2 separate regions of the Mus musculus genome follow, and region 1 is linked to region 2. A link is a contact called in public HiChIP or PLAC-seq data. All regions are on one chromosome and are shown on one strand. The core of a region is the stretch at or near the end of the contact, and the rest is flanking DNA. Distances in the headings are between cores, read along the strand shown.

The links. HiChIP or PLAC-seq counts read pairs in DNA pulled down with a chosen protein or histone mark.
Region 1: a contact with region 2 is called in an H3K4me3 HiChIP or PLAC-seq map of embryonic stem cells, with 7 times the contacts expected there. The contact joins the enhancer-like site here to the promoter of F930015N05Rik in region 2. A contact is called at or near these places in 6 of 39 promoter capture datasets (cranial neural crest, frontonasal cranial neural crest, hippocampal neurons and 3 more), 3 of 484 Hi-C or Micro-C datasets (CD4 T cells, embryonic stem cells and gonadal supporting cells), 8 of 115 datasets of contacts at active chromatin or transcription factors (craniofacial prominence, embryonic basal ganglia, embryonic forebrain and 5 more) and 2 of 9 other capture datasets (adipose tissue and embryonic stem cells).

What each region holds. Positions count from the first base shown.
Region 1 is chr11:63,998,963-64,006,261 of GRCm38.p6, reverse strand. All of the region lies in intron 4 of Cox10 (heme A:farnesyltransferase cytochrome c oxidase assembly factor 10), which reads left to right. Among named protein-coding and RNA genes, the nearest start is that of Gm51866, 30 kb to the left of the region's middle. Within about 2 kb of position 5,916, at least 27 of the 459 cell types and tissues checked have an H3K27ac peak or open chromatin away from gene starts, as enhancers often do. A contact at or near this core is called in adipose tissue and embryonic stem cells, where this site is marked.
Region 2 is chr11:64,432,202-64,439,185 of GRCm38.p6, reverse strand. F930015N05Rik (RIKEN cDNA F930015N05 gene) reads left to right here and starts at 2,512. Exons shown (of 1, transcript NR_028445.1): 1 at 2,512-6,051. Hs3st3a1 (heparan sulfate (glucosamine) 3-O-sulfotransferase 3A1) reads right to left here and starts at 3,854. Exons shown (of 2, transcript NM_178870.5): 1 at 2,560-3,854. The coding sequence starts at 3,119.

The DNA of each region.
Region 1 (7,299 bases), core at 4,667-7,166, 440 kb after region 2:
GTGCCCAGGAATGCCTCACCCCTTCAGAGGACTAAACGAAGGTTCTCAAAAATTAAAATAATAATTCAAAATAAGTTCAGCTATTAATACATTTTTCAGAATGTTTGATGGCGAACTAACATTTCTTTAACTTGTATTTGTCCCAAGATTTCACTCCGATTTTACATGAATAGCTAAGAAGGAACACCATAGTGCTTCCTGCCTCTTAAGAATTATGTCGAGGGGCTGGTGAGATAGCTCAATGGGTAAGAGCACCCGACTGTTCTTCCGAAGGTCAGGAGTTCAAATCCCAGCAACCACATGGTGGCTCACAACCATCCGTAATGAGATCTGACTCCCTCTTCTGGGGTGTCTGAGGACAGCTACAGTGTACTTTCATATAATAAAAAAATAAATAAACCTTTAAAAAAAAAAAAAAAAGAATTATGTCGAATTGCATCAATGGGAGGGGAGGTCCTTGGTCCTATGAAGGCTCGATAGATGCCCCAGTGTAGGGGAGTTAAGGGTGGGGAGGTGGGAGAGTGTGGGTGGGTGGAAGAAAACCCTCATAGATGCAGGGGGAGGGAAGATGGGACAGGGTGTTTCCTGGAGGGGGAGAAACAGGAAAGGTGATAACATTTGAAATGTAAATAAAGAAAATATCCAGGGCTGGAGAGATGGCTCAGCGGTTAAGAGCACTGACTACTCTTCCAGAGGTCCTGAGTTCAAATCCCAGCAACCACATGGTGGTTCACAACCATCCGTAATGAAATCTGGCACCCTCTTCTGGTGTGTCTGAAGACAACTATAGTGTACTTACATACAATAAATAAATAAATCTTTAAAAAAAAAAGAAAATATCCAATAAACAAAAAGAATTATGTCAGATAAGTGACATAGATATATGAAGCTTGTGATTCTCTTAATATTGGGATTTGATGACCAAATGGAACCCATTTAAGCTCTCCTGAGTCACACTAATAAAAACTGTTGTCACACATCAGTTACTTTGTGGGTGTTTTAACAAGTTAGCCTGGGACCTGGAAAGGTAATGAGTAGTGAAGAGGACGTGGGTTCAGTTCCCGGCCCTACAGTTGGCTCTAACTCCAGTTCCCCGGGATCTGACGCCCTCTTCTGCCCTCTGTGGGCAGCTACACATATGTGGGCAACGCATCCATACACATACAAAACTAATAAACCTTAAAAATGTATCGGATTTTTAAATTTTTATTTAGCAGAAAATTAAGAATAAACTCCTACTATACCAATCAGTTAGTTGGCTAGTTAGTTGGCTAGTTAGTTTGGTTGGTTGGTTGGTTGTTAAAGTTAAAGAGTCACTGTAAAACTAATTGTGAATTTTATCTTGGTTTTTGTTGTTGTTTGCTTTGCTTTGGGGTTGTTTGATTTTGTTTTGTTTTCAGTTTTTAAAGATACTTTTTCTGTGTAGCTCTGGCTGTCCTGGAACTCACTTTGTAGACCAGGCTGACCTAGAATTCAGAGATACACCTTCTTCTTGAGTGCTGGGATCAAAGGCTGCGCCACCGCTGTTGGTCCTGATTTCAAACTTTGTCCTTATCATGGCTTCATCTTTCTTAGCAACACCTAATATCTTGTATTTATTCACATACCAGGAAAAAAATTTTTTTTTCTCCATTTTCTGTTAGCAGGAGACTTGGAGATATTTAGTGTTGATTCCGATTTCCCCTGCATGGGTTGGTTGGCCATGTTGCTGTCCTCAGGCCCCATGGTGAGGTGGGAAATATATGTGGTGTTCTCTAGAACAGCAGTACTCAATAAGTGATTTTCTGTGGCTTCTGAGAGAAAAGCCTATAAAAGGCTTAAATTCTGAGGGTTCTGGGCAGTTACCCAGCATTCCTACCCATCCTGCATGACAAACGGCTTACCCTTCGGTAGGAATTTCCAGCCTTCCCACATCTTTCAGTAGGAACTGCTACCCACTTCTCACACATGGGCGGTCTACTTGTACACATACTCAGCTTACCAGCTACAGTGAGGGCAGTTTCAGTCAGCAGAGTGAAAGTGGAACAGGGAGAATACAGGGCACAGGACAGTTGTTAAAACCTGGTAGGAATATCCCCATCAGTGACCGCCTTCTGCCACCCACATGTGCAGAAATAGCTTCGTACTTTTCTCATTTAATGTGAGTGTTATTCTGTTGTTATTTATTATTTCAAGGGAATGTTTCTTGCTTCTGCTTGCTATATTATAGTTTTGTATTAAGATTCACAAGAAAACACATTTTGTAGTATTGATGTTTTGTGGAGGTTGAAATGTGCTGTGATTGCCCCAAGACAGCATCTCAAGGGCATGAAGAATACAATGTCTCATAATAACCAGGTCATTTCCCTCTATAGGTTCATGGGGTCTAAAGTTTAAAGATACACTGTAATGTTTGGGGCAGTTCATAGAAAGCAAATATAACTACCATTTTAAAGGTCAGTGTGTGTAGCACTGTGTTTGCTGATAAGAAAGGCTTGCATTCTTCCCTCCTTCTGCCCCTCCCCTTCCTCCTTCTGCCCCTCCTCTTCTGCTGCCTGGAATAATCTCTCACAGATGATTAGACAACAGGTGCCAGGAGAGCGAGGCATACTGGCTTTGTGCCACATGTGCACAGTGGAGATCCAGTGTCACCCCAGGTTTTGGTGTATCGCTGTGTCCTTTCACGGGAAGGGATAACCCAGTTGAAATACATACTGCAGCTCCTGAGGGATTAAGTGTTTCCTTTGCTTTATAGTACAGAATTTTACAGTGTCTTTGTTTGGGAGTTCTCAGATTGCTTAATGATTTCTCTAACCCCCACCCCCACCCACTGTGACCAGATGTGTATTACAGCAGCGTTCGACCCTGTGCAGGTTGGCGCATTTCATTGCACAGCTTGTGATATAGCTTTCCTTTATTTATCAATGACATTTAAATCTTTTGCATTTTAGAGAGCCAATTGAGAGTCAAGATGTTGTTCTGTTGTTTAATCTTCAATCTTGTATTCTTTAATATTGTTGCATTCCATAAGATGCCTCTATAGCGTTTCAGTTGTAGATAGAGAGCTCTACAAGGATTTTATTTATTAACCAGATTTATGTCTATAGTGAGCCACAACTGTAGTAGTACTAATTGGTCATTTTCCCAGTCTTTTAAAGTTGAGGGGTTTTGTTTGGTTTTGCAGGATCTGCTGATGCCAGTAACTTTGGGTGCATTTATTTACTTTTCAGAACAGCTTTTAGAACTCACTATTTTAAGAATAGATTCTGAGGGAATTCTAGCCTTTGGCAGCTGTTTGAATGAGATTCCTTAGAGCCTTCTTAGAGGTTTTAGAAGACTCCACTCACTCTGGACTCCACATTGAGGAAGCATGGACGTTGAAAACTCAACTCATCCTCTCACTCTCCAGTTCACCTTGTGTTGAAGTAGATAATGCTCTTGGAAGGGGTGTGGAGCTAAGAGGAAGGGTTGCCTGGGGAGCGCTGGGCTTGTTCAGATGTCCAGGAGAGGAATCCATCACTGAGAGATACAAGCTGAATCTGCTGAGAGGAGCACTGGAGCACTGAGTTTCCTGGAAGCTAGGAGACAGGAGTTCCAGCTCCTGCAGGACACCAGCCAAGCATTAGGGGAAGAGGCTACTCTTGGTGCCTGGTTGGGAGTAGGAAAAGGAGTTTGTGTCCTGTTAGAGGGAGCCGGTGCTCGGTAACAGAGTTAGTTACCAACATTGAAGGTGGAGGAAGGAGAAAAGCAACAGTTGCTTGAGAATGGCCTGAGGCTGGGGCACTGGAGCTGAATGGCGGGGTAGTGGGGTTGGTGGTGAGGAGTGGTGAGGACCTAGTGGGCCTTGGCAAGCATGTTCTGAGAACGGTGATACCTCACCCGGCAGCATTTACAGTACAGTGCTTCTGTACAGGCATGGCTCCAAACATGGACTCTAGAGGAGCCTAGTCAGCCCTGACGTGAGTTAGCAGGGCCCCACAGGGGCAGCATGACGTGTACACTGCTGAAAGCCTGCCTCCGAAGAACTGGCGCATTGCTTAGAAAGGGCCGTATAGAGAGGGGTAGACAGCAGAAGAGTCCAGGAGCATGGACGGCTAGGAGAGCTTTGCTCGCCAAGTTGGAATGTTCACGTCATTCCCTGGGTGCTGCTGCCCATGCTTTATTCTGGAAAAGAACATGGCCAGCTTAGCTCCTAGAAAGATCACTGACTGCTGTATACAAAGTGAAAGGAAGGAGGTCAGCAGGTCGAGGGAGATGGTAGAAAAGTAGCTAGTGACTAGGAGGGCTGAGCCCATGGAGTATTCTGGTTATGTGATAGTGACTGTGTGTGACCTATTTGAGATTAGCATTTTGTCTTCCGATGTGACTCTGTGGGAAGAACAGATTATGATTGGTTAGGGTTCCCTTAATACTGGTTTTGTTTGGATGAGTTTAGTAATTATTTTATTCAGTTAACTTAGAGAGTGGCTATCTAGGTGTTGTATCAGTTTGGTCATGCAGTCAGGGTAGGCTCTAACAGGCCATCTCCCTGATTTCTTCTTCAAGGCTGTAGTTAAAGGTGTGTACCAGAGACACACCTGGCTTGGCCTTACTTTTGGTTTTTCCCTAACTAGAAAATGCATGGTCTTTATAGACACTGAAAAATCGGGAAGATAAGAATAATAAATCACCCTCCCTCACTACTCAGAGCAGGTATTATAAATATTTCATTTTCCTTCCATCTTTTGTGAGAAAGCAGTGTTTACAAATTGAGATTCCCCTGGCAGGAACAGAAGGTCACTTTACGGTAGAGGCTCTGGGAGCTAGGCAGGGCTGGGGTTTCTTTTACTCTAGGATGCAGCACTTGACTTTAATAAGGACTAGGTTACTAATGTTTTGAGCCTTTTTTATTTTTTTCTTTTGAGGACAAAGCCTTCATGAGAGGTGGCCTGTGTGACCTCTTCAAAGAACATTGCCCAGTCTCCATATGCATGAAAACCACTTTTGATGGATGCCAGACTGCCTGCATTTGCTATTTCACATGCCTCATGGGGAAAAAAAAATCTCAATGAGAATGAGTCGTAGTTTGTTTATTGGAGGTAGACCAGTAGGACATGGGTAACAAGGGAAAAGTGACAGCTGCCTGGGCATCTTAACTGATTTGTAAGAAGAAATGATATGTGGGTCCTGCTAGAGCCCCTCTCTGAGCTTTTTATTTTTTTTAAATATCCCTTTTAATCTGGTTGGAGATTGATGGAGATACTATCGAGCTGTTAGGAGCTGTGAGCTGGACGGGAATGACAAACACACACTGACAGCTTTCCAGGGGATGGATGGAGCAACAAGCCCTGAACTGCAGGGTGTGTCTTTCTGCGGGGCCTTTGGAGGAATGTTGCTCTCACACTGTGGGGGAGGGGGGCGGGGGGGGGGCGGGGAGAAGGGGGTGGAGAAAGGATATATCTTGTTACCTAGTTGGATATTTTCCCTAACACAACTTATAGTCATTGTAAGTGGCATTGAGGTACCCATCTGCCTAGCACCTTCATAGTTTCTTCTGAGCGTGGACTTTTTCTTCAATGTATAGAAATTAGCACTTGCAGTTTGAGTTGGAGCAGTGTGTCACAATGTCCCCACCAGCACCTCCCTCCCTGTGCTTTCAGGACAGTCCCAGGGCCTGTTGATTCTGAACATTTCTCTCAAGACTAGCAGGGACTCAGCTTCCTGCATGAGATACTGGGTTAGGAGGCAGGGAACACTGGAGCCAACTGCCTGCTTCCTGGAGCGAGTGTATATGCAGGAATAGACAAAGCAGACCCAAGACCCAGAAGGAGCCAGAGCAGTGATGGCTGAGGTCATGTGAAGGTGACTCTGCAAGTGGTACAAGGTGTAAGAGCTCGCAAGGCCCTGTCCTCTGGGCTAGGCTGACTTTTGTTTCCAATGCTCCTCACTCTAGGAGTGTAAACACACAGCTGATCTTGGAGTTGCTGGAGGGCAGGGAGCCTGTAGCTGAGGGTGTGACAAGGCTGTGAGCCCGAGGAAGGAAGCAAAAGTTCAAAATGAAAAATGGCCAAACGATTGGTGGATTTTTACAAAAACAGACTGAGAGGAAAAGCTCTTTTGAAATTTTAACCTAGACAAAAAATATATTGTTTGCTGAGGGGGAAAATGAGGTATTCATTGCTCCAGTGTTTGGAAATTCTCCTTCCTTGTGCTCCCAGGACAGTGCAGTACCTGTGAAGCTTTCAACTGAACTGAAGAAGGAAAGGTGAAGGCCTTCCGGATCACTGCTCCCTAGCATTGGTCTCGCCTCCCTTTTTATTTCCTCTGCGTGTTATTCTGTGGCCATCGTCAGTAAAAGAAGCTGGTCACATTTCCCTGCTGCCTTGTACTGTCCCAGGGAAGGAGTCTCAGCTGGCCCAGTTTAGATGAGATAGGTTCTTAGGGGACCGTAGAAGTGAAGTGGGGTTACTGGTCCTGTGGCCACTCAAACCCTGAGCAGAACCTTCTGTTAGAAGAGCAGCTTAGGCCCAAGAGAGACCTGTGAGCTGTCCACCTCTCTCCAGCCTGTCGCTCTCAGTGTGCTCTGAACTCTCCTGGGTACAGTTAATTCATCCTCTTTGTTTTATTTTTTATTGCATGGCCCATAAATTTAATCCTCCAAGTCAGGAGTGTTTGGCTACAGGACGTGTCTGTGCTGAGTCAGCATGCTCTTCCTTGTACTCTGCTGCAGTTCAGCAGCCACTTCACAGCATTCACTTTGTCGTAGGTGAAGCAAGGAGCCTGGCGGTGACATACAGCGTGTGGAAGTGTGACAGTACTCTGCATGCCTTACTTCCCATTCCATTTATGGGACACAAATATCCGTAGCATCTTGAAACCAATCTTCCTTGAGTGTCAAGGAAACTGTACATTCTGAGGGTTCATATCATATTTGTCTTTTATATTCAACACATTGCAAGAATTCAAGTTGTGCTTCAGAAATAGTTAAAGCCATGAAAGCATAATATATATATATATATATATATATATATATATATATATATATATATATACACCACAGGGAAACATGAGTAGGCAACAAACGGCCGCTACATGTAAGGTCTGCAGTCTAACTGCTAACACGCATGAACTTTCTCTGAACATACTCTGCTCTGTGTTTTGGAAATGCGGTTTAAATATCTAAACCAGAGCAATGAGCTAACTGAAAGACACTCTATAAAATGCATGGGAAACAGAATCAAGCAGCAGGAACTCTGATCCCTTGGTGTGCGGAAGGGGTGCTGTACCGTCACTAAAATCAACCCACAAGCTTAGTTAGCATGGAATTTCTGCCCAGATGTT
Region 2 (6,984 bases), core at 1,263-3,762:
CCCTCTCGAAGAGATTTCTTCAAACTTCCTTAAAGCGAAAGCTTTCTCCTTTTGTGAGGACAGTAGGGGGCACTCCCACCGCAAACTGTTAGGACAAATAGTGACAAAGAAGGAGAGAGACAGACAGACAGACAGACAGACAGACAGACTAGACATGTTTTGACTCCCCATATCACTAAGCATCAAAAGTATCACCTATATTTTTCTCTTCTCTAACTTTCTTCAGGGTGCAAATAAAAAGTTTGGTTTTGTTGTTGTTTTTTCCTGCCCCTGCCCCTGCCCCTGCCCCTGCGTGTGTGTGTGTGTGTGTGTGTGTGTGTGTGTGTGTGTGTGTGGTCTTAAGTATGCATAGAAATTCTATATTGCAAATTTGGGACAACTTACAACAGTCTAACCAGACCCTTCTTCTGAATATTAGGTAAATATAAGTAGCCAAAATGAACAGCAGCTTCAAGACAGCCTGTGTGGGGTTTTCTCACATAGAGACTTCAGTCTTCAGTCCTTCTCACAAACATCAAACTCCAAGTTCAGAGTCAAGATGAAAAGAACCCGTGGGGAAATTTTCATTAAATAATCCCATAATCCAGGCTCCACAGGTTGGGTCCTCTTAAATAAGAGTTTCTCATATAATTCAGTGAGCTTAAATTTATGCATTCAATAAAAAAAAAAAAAACCCACTCCACTGTGAATGTTAAAACAAAGACATTGTTCCGACACTTGGAAAATTAAATTCACCAAACCATGAAGCCTACTGTGCAGTTATTTTTGTAACCACCATAAATTGCTTTATAAAACTCCTCTACTGGATAAACAATCCAAGGAGATTTTCTTCATAGTAAAGGACAGGGCGGCCTTAAAGTTTATGACTTTTTCTTTTTCTTTTTTTTTTTTCCATACTTTTTTTTTTAAAGTAGTTGTGTTTCGAGTTACCTCAAAACCTTCTTGCTTTTACATGATTTCAGAAAGTTCCACAGAAAATCAGATCCAGGTCTGTAGATATACCATGCCCTCAAACAGACGTTACTGGAGTAAGAAGAAGCAATCCCATCTTGTGAAAATAAAGTTTAGTAGGGCAAAGCAAAAATGAAGGGGATTAGTACTAAATGTTTCACTATATTTAATTGTACCTCAGAGCCCAGGGCCGGCCTGTATGTCTCAGACTGATGGCTTGAAATGGGTCTCTCCCTGCACTGTATGAGGCCACATTCAATGCGAGCGGCTCTAGATAAGAGTTTTAGGGGTCTTTAATCACTTCATTCTTGTGTCCTTGGGGAATAGCACAGAACAGCCTTTGTGTCCAGAAGAAGGACCTGTTGTCCAGACTCAACAGGTCACTGCATAAGAACTTCCCAGAGGATAGGGCATAAATGACAGAAGCATGGGGGAGGGAGTATATTTAAGTGGCTGATGATTTTAAATGATATATATGCTATATCAGGGGAAAGCTGATTGTTTTTCTTTCCAATGACTGGGAAGTTACTGTTTTTAGAAGTGTTTAATGTTTGAATTTGATTATTATTTTTTTAGGACTAAACTATAAATTCAGCTCCCGAAATCAATCTGAACATGTTCTTGACTCTACAAGTGAATAAACTCGTCACATCATGTCTGTCTGTATTTTATGAATGGTTCCTTCCACGTGTACCTCAACTGTGTCATAACTTTTCTAATATTGTTTCAGTTATAATGAGAATGAATATTTTATGAACAGGCTGAACTTTATAAAAATGAGAAAATTCTAACCATATGAATTTTGTCCTTGAACTTGGAGGAGAGGGGAAAATAAATCAGTATTTTTTACCACAAACCAAATCCAGGCCACGCTAGAATTTATTAGAGTTTGGCTAACTCTGATATTATAGGTGATCTGAATTTGACACTGGCAAATCAGCTTATCCTGTAAATAACATTTACTTCCTAAATTGTATCCAGCGCATTTTCCCATGATTTCCCCCCCCCCTTTAAAATTAACTATCTTATTTGTAAAGATAATAGTTAGGAGATCTTTAGAAAAATTTCTGTCAGGCTGATAGTATTACCAACAAAGTGTTCTTTAAAACCCAGTTAGTCGTTGCTGGCACGTGATGAGGCATAGATTATCCAAACTACAGGGACTCTTGACACTTTTACTAAGTTTCTATATGACTTACCACCTTGGACAACTATCTGGCAAAGGGTCAAGGCAAATAAATACCGGAGCAAAGACCCATGTTAACCACAGGGAATTACCCCAAAGATAAAGGAATAGACATAGGCTTCCCTTGGTAAGCCCAGTAATGAGGAACAGTTTTCTAACTTAAAAGGAAACTCTCCTCTTTCCTTTTCTTTTCCTTTATCTAATTACTAGGGCGATTTCAAGGAATAAGATGTTTGGGGAACTGGGGAGCCCTGACAATTAAAATCAAGATCTCCATTCCTCTCTCCATCTGCCCCTCCCCAAGGGAGAAGAACGGGAGCCCAAGATGGGAACAGCTACTGCTCCCCCTTTGCCATCCCTTCCTAGTCTCCCCCTCTGCACAGCCAGCGCTCAGAAGTACCCATGGGGGTCCCCGCGCTCACCGGTACCAGGCGAGGCCCTTGTGGTAGCTGCGGTCAAAAAAGTGGGGCTCAGCACCCACGGCACGCACGTCGGGGTGCACGCGCAGGAACTCCAGCAGCGCCCGCGTGCCGCCCTTCTTCACGCCGATGATGATGGCCTGCGGCAGCTGCTTGCTGCCCTCGTCCAGAAGTAAGGCCAGGGTCCCCGGCTGGGCCTCGGCCACGCTGCTTCCCGCCCCGGAGCCTCCTGGTGCGGCGGCCAGCCCAGGGCTCTGCTCCTCCTGGTCGCTGCTGTCTCCTGGCCCCGACCGCCCGCGCCTCCTCCGTTGCCTCAGCTGCAGGAGGCGCTTCCTTGGCGCTCCCGCGGGCCACATCGCCAGTTCCCTGGGTCCTGCAGGGACGCCGCGCCCCGGGACCCCCGCGACGGGGCCCGAGCCGGGTGGGCAGCGCTCCGCCAGGCAGTAGAAGACGTAGAGGGAAGTGAGTAGCGAGCAGAGCATCAGCAAGAACTTCCTGAAGATGCTGCGCGACAGTGGCTCCGCCGGGCTGGGCTGGGCGCCGGTGGGACCCGAGGGGGCCATCCTAGCCAGAGGCGACCTCGGACGGCGAGCGGGCCATGCTAGGCCACGACTGTGCTGGGAGCTCCGCCATCCCCGCTGCCAGCCAGCGTGCTGCCCCGCGGCCGCATCGCCTGAGCCGCCCTGCGTGCCTGAGAGCTGCCCCGCTGGGCGGCAGCAGGGGCTGGAACTAGGGACCAAGCACTGCGAGCCCTTCTTGGGGTCCTGGGCTTCGGGCGACGAGGAGGAAAGGGGTGCGGGGCCGTGCTTAAGAAACCATGGTCTTGGGTCTGAAACGCGCCCGAGTCCTGAGCCTAGCTGCGCAGAGCTCCGCGCCCTGGGTCTCCGAGAGTCGCCCGGCAAGGGAGTCTCTGCGGCGGCAGTGGCGAAGGTGCTCGGCTCAGCAGGGTCCTGAGCGGTGCGGAACTTGGCTCAGCGATAACACATCCTTGGCTCAGTCCCCCGTGGAGCGGGCGCAGGACTCTCGGGCCGAAGAATTGTGTACGCTCCGGTTAGAACGAGTGACCCTTTTTCCAGCTTCTGCTCTCCTGGCCCGCCCAGGAGCGTGCCCTGAGTCCTGGCTCAGCTCGTCTCAGCAACCGAGCAAGCAAAGTCCCCCTAGTCCCTCTATCCGAATGGGACTCAAGCCTTCTGGCCTCTTGAGCGCTCCGGAAGTCTACCCACTCCTCTGGGGCCCCAGCTGGGAACAGCTTGGAGGGGCCCCGCTGTGCGGGACCTGTCAGCCACCGCTGCCACTGTGCTCTTGGGCTCTCCCCGCAGCCTCCTCAGCCGCTACCGCCACACGTGGGACGCGAAGGACAGCAAACTTGGTGGTGACGTCAACGGCCCAGGCCAGACCAACGCGGGGATCCGCTCTAGGGTGCAGAGCAGAGGCGCAGGGGCCGGGCTAGAGAGGCAGAAGGGGTGGGACCGGGACAAAAAAAAAAAAAAAAGGTGACGAGGCACCGCCCAATACACTGGAGAGGGCGCGGACGACAGAGGAGACGCCCCTTCCTCGCACTCCCTCTCTCCTTTCCTCCTTCCTCCTCCTCCACCCCTAGGTCTCTGGGCGCTGTCAGATTGACAGCGCCTGTATGATTGCCTGAGTCTAACGCCCAGCCAGTCCACCCCTTGCCGGATTGGGGGTTCTCAGACCTCTCCAGCTCAGCTTAGTCCTTAGCAGCCTTAACACCCCCAGATCCCCACTTCCTGATTCCCTCTGGTCCCAGCTTCTGTATTCCTACCCTTCTCCAGCCCACCCATCCCATCCCCTCTCATCCCAGAGACTTCTGAAGTTTTGTTCCCAAGAGTTCTTGGCAGGCCACGCCCCCATTTGTCTGGGCAAAGAGACAGCTTCAGTACAGACTTGCCTTCTACTTCCCTGTCCACTGAGGGCCCTTACAAGTCTGTCTGTTAGTTTGCTTGCTTGCTTGTTTTTCCTTTGGATTTATTTAAAAAGATGAAGAGTCTCATAGGACCTGGAAAGGAACCCCTTAGAAACTAGATCAATAAATACACCAAAACAGAAATTATATTTAAAAAATAATAAGTACAATTCCAAATCCGTATAACCAGTTGTTGATAAAGTTTAATACTTTGCATATGTGCACCACCCACATGCGTGAATGTGTTTTCACTCTTTGAGAGTTAAGAGTCCTTCCCTAAACAACGGGTTCCTTTTTCTCTTATTTCCCCTGACCCCTAGATACCCTTCCCATGCCCCCAAAGCAAGTCACAAAGAGGTAAAATCTGCCCCTTGCTGGCTCCTGGGGAGGTGAGTAGTAAAATCTTCAGGAGATGTTGAAGGTTTGATTGCTTTCTTTGGCTGTTACTCTGTGGTGGTTTTGTTTTCAATTTTTCATTTATTTGTATTTTATGTGTATGGCTGTTTTGCCTGCATGTGTGTCTGTGCACCACGTGGGTACCTGGTGCCAGCTGGAGAGTTCTAAATCTCTTTGAACTGGAGTTCCTGACAGTTGTTAGCCTAGATGTGGGTGCTGGGAATTGTACCAGGTCCTCTAGAAGAGCAGCCAGGGCTCTTACTGCCGAGCCATCTCTTCCACCACCAGATATTTCATTTTTGTCCTAATCGTATTGCTTCCTTATTTCTGTCTCCTGCAAGATACCTGGCAATGTGGGCTGTGCCCTGGTCACTGTAGCCCAATCCTGTGCGCTGTAGACATCTTCCTAGCTCCCTAACCCCTCCCCTCCCTGTGCTAATAAGAGTCCAGCAGTCAAGAGAGCTAGGTCTCAGGAAACTCACTTAGGAATCCTGGCTGCCTAGCTTTGACACTCAGATTTTCTCTCCTCTTCCTGCTCATTCCCCATTTGACCAAGGAAGTGTAAGTTAGGGGGTTGCCTTTCAGCTTCCACAGGGGCCCTACTGATTCTAAGTTTGCTTGGATAGAACTGGATCACATGTGGCCTGTTGGGTAAGAATAGTGCCGTGTTCATAAACTACCAGTCACAACTGATTCCCAGACCAATGAAGATCTGTTTAGAAGCAGAGACCAGAAAGCACTGGTCTTTGCCCAGGATGAGCAACATGCCTTGCCAAGTTTCCATGTCCTATTATGTCTGAAAATTGGATATTGACAAACCACTTTGAAGCTTAAGGTTTAATGTGTTTTGAAACTTTCCTCTGTGTATTTCAGTCTGGTTTGTAGAAGGAAGACAACAAAAACAGAGACCATTTAAAAGTTGCTCTGAAAGTGTGTCGTTGTGCAGATGGTCACCAGAATATATGTTTTCTCATCTGGAAAGCACTGAGCTCCCAGTTCAACTGTAGTTCATCATAAGGTGATATTGTATATAGTATATACATCGTGCATAGGAATGATGTGGCCCCAAGCCCCCAGACTTTTCCTAGCATGCAGAAACATAAGCTGAATAAATGGCTATTATGCATATTGACCTCTGTGGCACTCTGTGAAGAGCAGAAACCATATTGGAACACCTTTCTCCTCTCTCTCTCTCTCTCTCTCTCTCTCCCTCCCTCCCTCCCTCCCTCCCTCTCCCTTTTTTCCTTCCCTCCTTTCTCTCTCTCTCTCTCTCTCTCTCTCTCTCTCTCTCTCTCTCTCTCTCTCTCTCTCTCTTTCTCTCTTCTTCATCCAAGCCTTTGGATACCAGTGTATTTTCCTCTTCTTTGCACACCTTAATTGAAGCCACATTTTAGATGCTCAGTACCCACATGTAGCTTGTCACTACTGAAGTGACAGCCCAGAAGACAGTACTGTTTCAGAGGAGGAGGGTCCTTTGGGCAGTAGTAAGACACCCACATTTAAATAAAGATAACTCATGGGAGCTTTATGAACAAAAGACTTTTACAGAGAAGTAGCTGAGACAGAGCCTGAGTTTATCACAGGACTCCTGGGCTAGTTGCCTTGAAGCAATGAGGATTACATCTACAGAGGTGAGATGGATCATAAGCAGAGGGGGAAATCATAGCTAGAAAAAGCCAGTTGTAAAGCAAAGGACTGTACCTTGGTGTTTGGACAAGCTGGACTAAGATGACCTTCTAGGAAAGGAATCTGAGTGTGTGTGTGTCTGTGTGTAAGCTCGCATATGCAAACATGTACAAATAAACAGATGATAGATAATACATATAACATCATGATAGACTTTTCTTTTTATTTCTCCATCCCCAGGAAGCAAACATATATAAGAAACCACCCTAATGTCCCCTTCACTGTCCCTTAATTGTCCCCTTCTGTATTCCTGCCTTCATCTGGAACATCTAGAGTCAGTGTGCCCTGATGGACTAACCAACATAGAAGCCAGAAAGCTCAGAAGCTGGCTAGTATCAAGTATTCAGGTCATCTACCTGCAGCAGGAACAAGGAACACTGCAAAGAGATCGATGGTGTCTCACCTGTGAGGACACATGGGTT